Linked DNA regions of Rattus norvegicus: region 2 is linked to region 1. Evidence: chromatin contacts called from public Hi-C data. All regions are on one chromosome and are shown on one strand. The core of a region is the stretch at or near the end of the contact, and the rest is flanking DNA. Distances in the headings are between cores, read along the strand shown. Region 1 holds the start of Tmem108 (transmembrane protein 108). Region 2 holds the start of Nphp3 (nephrocystin 3).

Region 1 (5,767 bases), core at 421-2,920:
AACCACGTGACATGCAAATCACGCTATGGAGCACGGGGTCTCACGTCAACAGAAGAATCTCGGAGGACTACTTTTCTTGCTTGGGCATCTTCCTACTCATCTCTGTCCAGGACCACTGGACCATTGCTGTGCAGGCTCGGGGGAGCCCTGAAACTCTCAATTTTGAGCTAAGTCATCTCTGATAGAAGTATGATGAATGATGCCTGAGACTGTTAAGTGCATCTTACTCCTAGTTGAGAAGCCAGAGGCATCCGACATACAGACAAAGGCGAGGTTCTCTAGGTGGCAGCTTGATCACCTCTGTGAAGAGTAAAATAAAAGTACTTGGCACGTGTTCCTATCTTTTGGTCAGGAATCCTGGTAAAGGGGATTGGAAAGCTTAATATTTAAGGCTCTTGAGAGTTGGGCATGGTACAGCATGCTCATAAGCCCAGCACTTGGGTCACTGAGACTCATAAATTCCAGGCTAACCTAGACTACATAAGGAGACTCTGTGTGATACTGAACGTGCTAGCTGCCCAGTCTAAAGACATTCATGTCAAATTTGAGGAAGCAAAAGCGTTGGACTTAGCAATAAAGGATTATTCAGATAACTTAAAAAACCCTCAAGGGCAATTACGTTTCCAGCTCTGTGGTTTATGCCTAGATTGCCCAAAGCATTGGTCACATACGTCTTCATCCTTTTAGAACAGTGGTTCTCAATCTCCCTAATGCTGCGACCCTTTAACACTGTTCCTCATGTTGTGGTGACCCCTCCTCCCCCCACCAGAAAATTGTTTCCGTTGCTACTTCATAACTGTAATTTTGTTACTGTTACGAATGTAATGTAAATATATGTAGCCATGGATCTCAATGGGGTCCCGACACCTAGTTTGAGAACCGCTATTTTAAAATGTTTCTGAATTCAACCATGGAGTCATAATATAGGCTGTTGAGATTCTACAAGACTGGAACCACATGGGTGGTTTCTCTCCTATCAAGTCTCGCACAGTGCTACTGAGCCGCAGGTGCGAGCACTTTAGCACGGAGGCAGACCTAGTGTTCTCTTCTGTCTCTGCTTGCCTGTTCCATATCCACATAGAGCTATTCCATCGCCTTTCCTCAGCTGCCGTCCACCCTATAGGCCTCACCACTTCACCACATGTTGAGACAGTTATCTTCATCATTGAAGGACAAGAAAGGTCGTGAAACTTGCAAACAAATGGAGCAGGGGCTAGTCACGTCATTTTTTTTGACAGTGCTCCTTAAAGCTTGGCCTTGGACCAAGAGAAGCTTCATCACCACTTGGGGGCTTGTTAGAAATGCAGATTCTCGAGGCTACACCCCAGACTTTAACAAGACTCCCAGGTGATTCTTACTTAAGCTAGGATCTGAGAAACCAATCGATGTAGGAATTGATCAACTGGACGCCACTCATCTGCGGAAATAAGGGACTGAGCCTTTGTGCCCGCCTCTCGCACCCGCTCTACAAGGTAGCAACCGAACCCCGGGGGACATCGGAGCCAGGCGCTTGCCGAGGGCAATTTGGTGATTGGCTTGTGAGGCCACGTGACCAGAGCTAGGCCGTCCACGCGACACGATTGGTTCTCGCGGACTCTGACGGACAGGGCCGGGGCGGGCCAAAGCCCGGTCGGAGGGGAGCCCGCGGGGGCCGGAGGGGCGAAGGAGCGAGAGCGCGAGTGCGCGTGCGCGAGCGGCGGGGCTTTCTCCGGAGCCGTCGGAGGGAGCCGGAGCGCTTCTCCCGAGGTGAGCGGAGTGGGGCGGTCCCTCTGATGCCTGGTCCTGGGGAGCGGCGGGGATGGCTCGGGGTTCGCCTGCCCCGGGAGCCCTGCACTGGGGAGGATGCAGCCCCAGCATTCGCCAGCCTGCGTGCCTTGGTTTCCCTTTTCCCACCCTCTGATACATCTCGCCATCCTCCCCGCGGCCGCCGTGGCTGTGCCCGAAGAGGCTTGCCCACCTGGCCGCCTCGCCTCCGCCTTTGTTTCCCGCCCCGGAGGGATGCTGCCACCGGTCCCTTCCCCAGGGGAAGGGCTCGGGAGGCGCCGCGAGGGCGCCACGGTCGCTGGACTGGGTCTGGGAAATGTGGCTTCCATGCAGCGGGACCTGTCGCATGGGAGAACGAAAGGGGTCGGGGGGAGCGTAGTGTCACTTTGGTTCGAGCCCTTGAGACCCGAACTAATCCGGCGACTGAGAGCGAAGCAGAATTCCTAGCGCATCTGATGATCCTTCTGCCTCGATGCGGGCGCGAGCATCGCTGGGGAACCGAGCCTGTGCTGCCCAGAAAAGGGTGCCCTGGGGAAGGCTACCCTGCCTGTCCGCTGGACCTCGAACCTGCACTCACCCCAGACTTTCACCGAAATACAACGCTTGGAGCCTACGGAGAGAATCCAGAGATGCGTTAAAAAGCTTAATTTTTTCCCCTTTAAAACAATCAGAGCAGGTCACACAAAAAATGGTTTACAGAGAGTATAACTGATGACTGGGAAATAGTGAGGGAATTTGCCTGCAGTGAACTGCAGACCAGACAGCGCACTGAGAGAGAGAGAGGCTTCTTAAAGAAGATACAAGACGCGGGGTGGGGGTGGGCTCTGTGACTTTCTAGGTCTATCCAAGAGGGTACTTAGTTTTAGCCTGTCCGGAGGGCAGCGTAGGGAGAAGGGGAGCTAGGGTCTAACATGCACTTTCTAATTCTTTGCTGAAGTGTATGTAAAAAGAAAAGAAAAAAAAGAAAAAGAAAAAGACCGTTTGGCTGCCGGAAGAGATGGTGGGTGGGGGCAAAAGTCCCTTGAATCCTTTAGAAGAGGGAAGGCGTGTCCAGGAATTTAATGTGGTATTTAAAAGGCAGGTTCTCAGGGTAATAAGCATGTCCCCAAACACACAGTAGCAATGACACGTGAGACGTCTTATGGCGAAACTTAAAAGATCCCGTGAGTTTTTCCACCGGTTAACTAATCTGATGCACCTGGTGTTGTAACACTGGTTCAACTAATTGCCAGGAAGAGAGTCTCTCCCGAGTTTCAGTGTAACCCGTTCCGAACTTAAAGGTTACTCAGTCTCTACCTGACCCTGGGGAGACATTCTGAGCCTGCTGTAAAGCCCTTCCTTCCCCATGTGAAGTTTTTTTTTTTTTTTTTTTCCCTCTTAGGAACCTAAAACAACCGTACCTTGTGCCAGCAAAATATTCAATTTAATTTATTGAAGTACACAATATTCAGTTCGTTTACTTGCTGAAAAATTTTCAATTCTTTGGGCAAGTTTTAAAAAATAAGACGTCTTGTGGTTGTTTCATTGTTTTGAGAAGGCACCCCTTCAGTTTGTTAAGACTACAGGGATCGAGCTCTGTCTTCTCAGCAGCCCGGAGTAAAGTTTTGGTGGTTTCTTGAGATGAGCGTAGAATGGAATCTTTTGTGACGCATGGTGGGAACACCACAGATGACACCCCTGCCCCAGTAAAGCTCAATAAAGGTTCTCATCGGACAGACGGAAACACAGAAAACTAGTGGGGACAACTTAAATACAGGAAGCTGATTTACACTGGGGAGGGGAAAGGGATTTTGAGGACGAAGGAGGCAGTATGGTTTGAGGAAAGCACACATTTTTGATTTTAGAGAAGAAATGTCATTTTGCATGCAGACTTCACATAAGATACGAAGAGGGCATGGATGTGTGTTTAACTGATAGAAGTGGGGTCAGCTGTTCCAAAGAAGCTGAAAAAAACTCTGCCTAGGGTCTGAAGGGCCAAGAGAAAAATTGACAGGCATAGTTCAACTTGAGGTATGGTCTTTATCCTCTGATTCCATAAAAGCCTTTTATTCCTGCTTTCAAGACAGCCAGAGAATCATATTCTTCCTGTTGTTTCTGTCCTCTCCCTCACGGACAAGGAGGACGAAGGAGAGAGATTATAGTGAGACCTGTGTGCCTAAGCAGTCATGCCCTTTGAGGAGATCTGTGTCACATTGTATAAATATAAGAGCCTTCACCCTGGCCGGTGCCTGGGAGAATTCCTTAGGGTGTGCACTATAAGATAAAGCTGGCTTACACGGCCACAGGTGGGATTCTGGGTAAGCTCATCTGTTGTTGGAAAGGAGAGCCAGGGGTGGTTTTCAGCCAGGCTCTGCTGCTTGATGGACAGATGTTTCCAGGCAAAGCTTTCCCCACTATTGGCTAGTCTGGCTGGCCTTCAGATGGCTTTCGGAGGGCCGTGCTCCTGTGACAGAGGCTCCTGGAGAACTTACGGGTCTCAGGCTGTGTCAGTTACGCCTGTGATGCGCTGTGGAAAAGAGGCCCACTAAGACAAAAATCTGGGATGCCTGTCTTTCCAGTCCTTATTTCGTGTCACCTACAGGCTTCCCTCAAACAAGTTGTACCCACCCTCCCTGCCAGTAGATGGCACTCTTGCCTCTGGAAATTCCTGAAGAGGGGCTCACTATAGCGCTATCAGCAGCAATGTGGATTTGGTGTAGGTTTTGATTGGCTGTTATCTCCCAGGTAAATGTGATGATGATAACGATGATGATGTGTTCTGAGCACTTAACATTTTATATAATAGAGGGATGGAGTAGGGTGAGGATTTATTCTCTCATATGTGGTGTGTGTGTGTTCTAGCAGATCGGGTGCGTGTAAATTAAGATGCTTCATAGTACAAGCTCTAAGAGCACAGATTATGCCGACCTCATGTTGAGGTTATGATTCAATGTTCATCCCAAGATTTCATTTCTGATTATTTGCACGTGCACCTAGTCTCCCCACGAGGATGACTCCATGAGGGGTGCCTGTGATTTTAAACCCAGTCTGTAGTCAGTAATGCATATCCTGAAGCCATGAGCATGTTTCATTATATCCCAAGACTGTCCACAGATGGTAGGTCAAATCATTTTAAATCCGTTTCTTTTAGAACTCGACAATTCCTAACACGTGTTTGTATATTGTCTTAGCTAATGATGCCCGTCAAGTCCATAGTGACCACTCAAAACTCAAACTTTAACAGAAGTACTTTTAGTCGGAGTTCATTCAGACATCTCCCAGTATTGGAATAACTAATTATTTTGTTCTTTGTTACAAAGTGCTTTCTTATGTGGGCTTTGGAATACACTAAACTCAAGGAAAGTAGGTGTTTTAGCCAGCAGTCAGCTTAGGGGAAGGTTTTAGCTCTGATCCTGCCCAAGGCTGCCTCTGGGAACCAGGCCTCCTTTGAGTTGATTCCTGTCTCTCCAAGTCTACTGATAAGATGTTGTTTTGGGTTTGTTTTTTTTTTTTTTTCTTTTCCTTTCTTTTTTTTTTTCCTATTGTAACAAATTAAAAAATCCCATTGGGACGAGAGAGTAATTGTTCTAAATCATTTACCCTGCCTCACTTTGTGGCCATAAATCAAACTGTCTTCTGGGCTGTTATTTTCCTTAGGTTTACTGGGTTTGTCAAGTGAGTACTATGTAAATCTCTTTGAAAGTCTGAAGTTCTTTGGCCGGGTAATTTCCCATAAGGTATTTCTGAAGCCTCCAGACAATGCTCATGCCAATGGTGTGTGCCTGCTGTGTAGCTGGGATAAGAGTCACCTGGCTGGAGTTCTTCAGTGGAAACCGTGGTACTTCAGTTAGAGTGTCAGAGGTGGAAGAACCCCTGGGGGCGGTTAACTTAACTTTCCCACCTTTTAAGTCAAGCTGAGCAATTTAATGGCAGAAAACTCTCTGGAGAATGAGGACCCCAGCTTGGGAAGTGAGCGTCTTCCCTTCCTAGGCACTGTTCCCTTCCCCCACACTGCCTCCTCCAC
Region 2 (5,631 bases), core at 1,955-4,454, 260 kb before region 1:
GACCACTGAACATTCTGAGCATCGCCACAGCTCTGTGGAGAATAGACACGAAGCGAGCTTACCAGTGACATCGGCGCCGTTGTCATCGGAGTCAGACTCCCCAGGGTCAAACACCTGGATCCCCTGGGCCTGCAGCCTCTGAAGTTTGCTCTCCAGCTCTCGCTTGGCCCTCAGCAAGTCCTGAATTTCATTTTCTTTGGTCTCCCTAAAAATCTGTTTAAAAGGCAGAATTTAATTTTGGAACTTTTTTTTTTTTATAATCACAAAGTCGTGCCACCACGTTTTCAGGGAGTGGGGCATTTATTCATAAAGTTAGTGTCTTTTTGGTTCTCAGTCTCCTCATTTGTAACAGAAAGACTTCTCTAGACCCTCATTTTATTGTTCACAATGGAACCTGCTGGAAGTCTTACGGCGTGGGTGTGTGTGACATGTAACACATTTGTTTCCCTCATACCAAATACCAAACAAAATATCCCCAAACATTTCCAAACACTTCATCTCACCAAAAAACCAAACCAAACCAAAAACAAAAACCCCGCATTCATGGAGGCTGGAGGGGTGGTGCAGTGGCTAAGAGCACCCAGCTCTTGCAGAAAACCTGAGTTTGATTCCTAGCACTCATCTGGGGAAGCTCACAATGACCTGCTCCAAGGGCTCCTACAACTCTGGCCTCCACAGGTACTGCATTCATGTGTGCCCACACACGCACAATATAAAAACAAAGATTAAGAACAAATCCATCCTTCCATCGTTCAATATCTCAACTAAAATGTTCACTTTCATATCTCTGTATCAAATAAACACCACCTAACTGAGAACACAGGCTGCTTTCTTCCCTAGTTCTGTCACCTTCACCAGTGTTACTAGATTTATCTATGTTCTACACAATATCAGAGGGAATTTTTTTTCAAGACACGGTCTCATTGTGTAGCGCTGACTGTCCTGGAACTCACTACGTAGACCAGGCTGGCCTAGAACTCACAGAGATCTGCCTGCCTCTGCATCCAGAGTCCTGGGCTTAAAGGTGTATGCCTCTACAACTGGCTCAAGTAAACTTTTAAAAACTAGCCTTTAATCTATGTCACTTGGAGAGGGGGGTAAGAATACCAAGAATTTACCTTGAATTGCCTTTTAACCCTGTCTCTATCGTGTTCAAATGTGACTGCTCTCTCCATGGCTTGGTATTTTGCTTCTAATGCACCCTCTTTTTCCCGAAGTATCTTCTGGTAAGTTTTCTGAAGTACCTGCAAAGATGAACCTTGTTATCTCCCAAGAAAAACGGCCTTTCATCCATATGTTAAATTCTTACACATATGTATACATATGTTGGGATCTGGCTTTCATCCATATATTAAATTCTTATATATATGTATACATGTGTTGGGATCTGGCTTTCATTCATATTAAATTCTTATGTTTACATATGCTTAGATCTCCACCCTCTACTCACTATTTTATCAATTATCAAGCCCTTCTGTGTTATCAATTATTTCAAGCAAAATAGAAAAAAAATGCAAACATCTTTGAATCCTACTGTACAGGTTCTTCAGAAAATAAGCTTTTTCTTTGAAATACTGTACCAGCTCCAGCATTTTTCTAAGAGAATAAGAAACACAGTTTGTAAGGTTTAGCTTGAAGGTTTCTGTGCTCCTTGGCGTTATATATTAATCATTCTACTGATCACCAGAGCCATTTGCAGTCTAGATCCGTGGCCAGCCCTCCAGTAAATGTCAACATGGCTGGATGAAATAATGAATGAAATAAATGTGTGAGAATTTTCTCAAGATTATGTAGGTAAGAAAGGAACAACAGGTTTCACAGGGAATTGGAATTGCTGATCTGTGACATCTGTCAGTCCCCCCTGCACTGGCCTCTTTATCCTGCTACCCCCTTCTACCTGCCATCTCACATGGTTCTTAGTGGGCAGTGGTGCACACATGAAATCAGACAGGAGGAACGCACAAATCCACTTTATAGGGGCGACAAGCACATTGGCCTTCCAGTAGGAAGCGAGGCCAGCAGGGAGTGAGACCAGCCTCTCAGGTAATATGCTAATAGCACAGCAGTTAATGAAGGGCTTCATAGCTTACAGGAACATGCCAGACTAGAAGGAAGGAGGCTTCTACAAAAATCCGTGCTGTTTATTTAAGTCTTATTTTGACCCGCCAGGAGCTCTTGGGCTTCAGAGATCCCTCCCACAGAAAAGAGGGGCATAAACAAATGATCATCAGAGAGGCTCCCAGCCCATGGCGTATAGTCCCAGGTTTTGCTCTGAGAAATCTGCTTTACCTAGTATCTGAAAGAATAAAAGGCCTACAGTAGCACCGCAGTAACTGTTGAGCCCATTAACTAAATGGACTAAGGGAGTTTGAGTATCCTCAGGGAAGACTTTCAATCACAACACTTAAAAACGATGAAATCAGGAGGTTTCCAGAAAAATTCCTGTCATATCATTAAACCCCAGAATCTGCAGAACTTTGCGAAGAAACTGAGCCAAGAGCTCCATCTTGGAGATAGGTTAAACCGGGAGGAGTTGTGTGAAGTTGCTCTGAGAAATTTTGCGACTTCAGGACTTGGGTTGATCCAACGTGTCTTAATGAATGAACCGGAAACTGAAAGGGGCGGAGGAAGATGCTGACAAGAAATTAGTTTAGACTGAAAAATAATGATTCCTCATAAAGGAGGAGCAGCTTCTGTACATTTAGAAAACAACTTGGTTTGTAGCTGGGCTAGGATGGTGGTGCCACCAAGCGGCTGAGCGACGCTCTCGGGTCTCAGTTTCCTCAGAGCCTCCCGCTCGCGGCGCGCTGGGTCCCGTGTTACCTGCAGCTCCGCCCGCAGCCGCTTGTTCTCCGTGTCCAGCTTGGCCTCTCGGCGACCCATGGACAGCAACTCCTGGTTCTTGCTGACCCGGAAGATCTCGTACTCTTTCTTGAGCCGCTCGAACTCGGCCGCCGCATACTCTAGCTCGGGCACAGACGAGCCGGTGGACTTGAAGCTGGCGCCCAGCAGCCCGCCGGCCCCCGCCGCCCGAGGCAGCGACCCGGGCCCGGCTCCCGCGCCCCTGCGGAACGAGCTACGCAGCAGGCGAGCCTTGGGCTTCACTTCCACCGGGATCTCGCAGGCCTCGCCGCCGCCTGCCCCGTACGTGTCCTCGATCACCTCCCCACCAGCGGGGCTCACCAACGACGAGGCTGTGCCCATGATGCCCGGGGCCGGCTGAGGCTGAGAGCCTGCTGGGTGCCAGGAGGAGGCGGGGCCAAGAGGGCGGGGCTTGCCTAGAGGGGCGGAGCGCGGCGGCGAGAAACCAAAATCAGGGAGGGGCGTGGCCAGGAGCAGGGCTGGTCCGGGGCGTGGCCAGGCCTTCGGGGCGGGGCCGAGATGGTGGGGCGGGGTGCAGCATCGGAGAGGGCGCGTGTGGAGAGAAGAGCAGAGCAGTACGTGAACTGGGTCTGACGATTGGGGAGAAGGGCATAACGTGGCAACTAGAGGGGGCGTGGTGTTGAAGAAGAGTGGCCATCCTGAGAAGGGGCGGAGCCATACTTTCGGGGCGTGGTCGAACACACTGGGGATGTTGGGGCAACCAGAGAGGGGTGGGACGAAGCAGCGAAAGGAGGCGTGATCATCTGAGAGTAGTGTCCGGAGAGGGTGTCGGGCCAGATTTGGGGTGTGTAATCCGGTAAGTGAGGCGTAAAGCAGCAGCAGGGAGAAAGAGAATCACAGTCAGTCGGAGAGGGGGTCCTGGCTGGACAGGGAGGGGGGCGTGGCCAGGAAGAAAAAGTGGAGCCCAGTGGGGTGGAGCCAGGTTTCGGGGGCGTGGCTGGACAAGCAGGACGTGCGCCTCCGAATGAGACCGGGAGGGGAACTGGATAAGGGAGGGTTGCAAGAAATGAGAATCGGGAAGAGAGGAATGGGTAACACGGAGCAGGAGGGCCTGAGAACTTGCTTTGCAGGAATAAGCGGAAGGACTGAGGTGAGCTAGCTGGATGGGACCAGAAGAGCTAGACTCGGGACACCCAGAAGGGAAGGTTCCAGACTAGGCCCAAGCCTACAAGATCCGCTTCCTCTGCGTGAACTTAGTCTCAGTGAGCAAGAACTGGATCACACACCCATCTGCCCCTGCTCCGCTACAGCTGTTTTCTGGGGTTCCTGACTAAGGGGCTCCTTTCTAGAGACAGTTCAGTGCCTAGTGTGTCTCAGGATGCATATAATAAATAATGCCAGGCAGGACAGAACTTCGCAGCATCACCACTGGAACACCCCCCCCCCCCAACCCCCTTCCATCCTTCGATAAGCTCAGGTTTTATAACGTCTGGCAACAAGGACGCTGGGGACCCTATTTTAGACGGAAGGAAATTGTAATGACAGGGTTTGTAGGAAGGGAACACTTGCTATCTTTTTAAAATTCTATTCCAAGTTGCCCTTGGTCTGCTAACTTATTTTCTGACCTATCCCAGATTGGTACCACGGGTTAGAGGGGACAAAAAGGTCAGGAGTGGCTTTGACTCACATTGTTCTGAGGTGGGGCGCTGGTGATCTTCATATATTTCTTCTTAGGCATTCTTGAAAATTCTCCCAGTGCCAGCCATTCTCTCTCTGCCACCATCTGAGGACGGTATTGGGAGTCTCCTTGCCCAAGGGTGATATAATTTTATTCCAGCTCTTGCTTACTCTTTTCCCAGCTGCCAGAAATCTGGTGGCATTTTAAGCATCTGTCCATGCAGAGGCTCCCTGGGCTGACACAAGAGTCTTTGGTGGCTTACTTGACTATAGTTTCATCTGATCCACAGACACCATAGGGATTCTTGGAAAGCCTACTCCGAGACGTAGATAACCAAGCAAGGTGTCTACCAGGGGAATGCTGGGTAGGTACCTGGGACAAGGCCAGGGAGTTGGTATGAGGTTGCCCTGTGTAGCCTTCCCAGCAAGGATCTCAGCCAACCCTGCAGGGATTTTTGAAGTGGGATGGACCTGAGGAGTTGTCCTGAGTTATTTGGGGGTCTAGGACTTATTAAGGCCATCATCTGCTCTCTTTAGCCAGAGGATGGCTGAGAATGATCTGCTCTCAGCACCTTCATAGCTGACGTCAAATTCTTCACTCATCATATCTACCACAAAGCAAACGGCCTTTCCTCCAAAGAACTCTGGGAATGCTGGTCCATTCTAACTACTACCCCAACCCCCACAAACGCCCTGAGCTCCTTCCATCAAATTAGCCGGTCATGTTTTCTCTGACCTCTTAGACATCCTTCTGGCCTTTGTACTCTTCTAAGTTGAAGGATTACGTATTGATTTCTCCAGTTAGTACCGTGAGAGTTCTAAAGGGAAACATTTGCTCTACCTGAGTACCCAAAGAACTGCCCCACATTCTCAGAGCCTTTCTAGCTGCTGATTTCTGATCTCTTTTCCTTCAGAGATTTGAGGATCACTCTCTAGATTTTCCTTCCTTCCCTCCTTCTTTTTCTTTTCTTTCCAAGACACAATCTTCTATAGCCCAGACTGGTCTCAGTCTTTCTTTGTAGTTAAGGATGGCCTTGAACTTCCGATCCTGCTGTGGGCACTACCATCCAACTTGCTGGGGTCCCAGAATGAGTACACAGGAGAAAGCAACTGGTCTGCCTGGGTTCATCT

The links. A called contact is a pair of places that touch in the nucleus more often than the background predicts.
Region 2: a Hi-C map of liver shows a contact between it and region 1, with 6 times the contacts expected there. The contact joins the promoter of Nphp3 here to the promoter of Tmem108 in region 1. A contact is called at or near these places in 10 of 12 Hi-C or Micro-C datasets (the A7r5 cell line, the Rat2 cell line, Schwann cells and 6 more) and 1 of 1 datasets of contacts at active chromatin or transcription factors (oligodendrocytes).

What each region holds. Positions count from the first base shown.
Region 1 is chr8:113,234,826-113,240,592 of GRCr8, reverse strand. It overlaps Tmem108 (transmembrane protein 108), which reads left to right and starts at 1,670. Exons shown (of 6, transcript NM_001399273.1): 1 at 1,670-1,746.
Region 2 is chr8:113,498,281-113,503,911 of GRCr8, reverse strand. It overlaps Nphp3 (nephrocystin 3), which reads right to left and starts at 3,204. Exons shown (of 27, transcript NM_001191882.1): 1 at 2,824-3,204; 2 at 1,119-1,244; 3 at 63-213. The coding sequence starts at 3,204.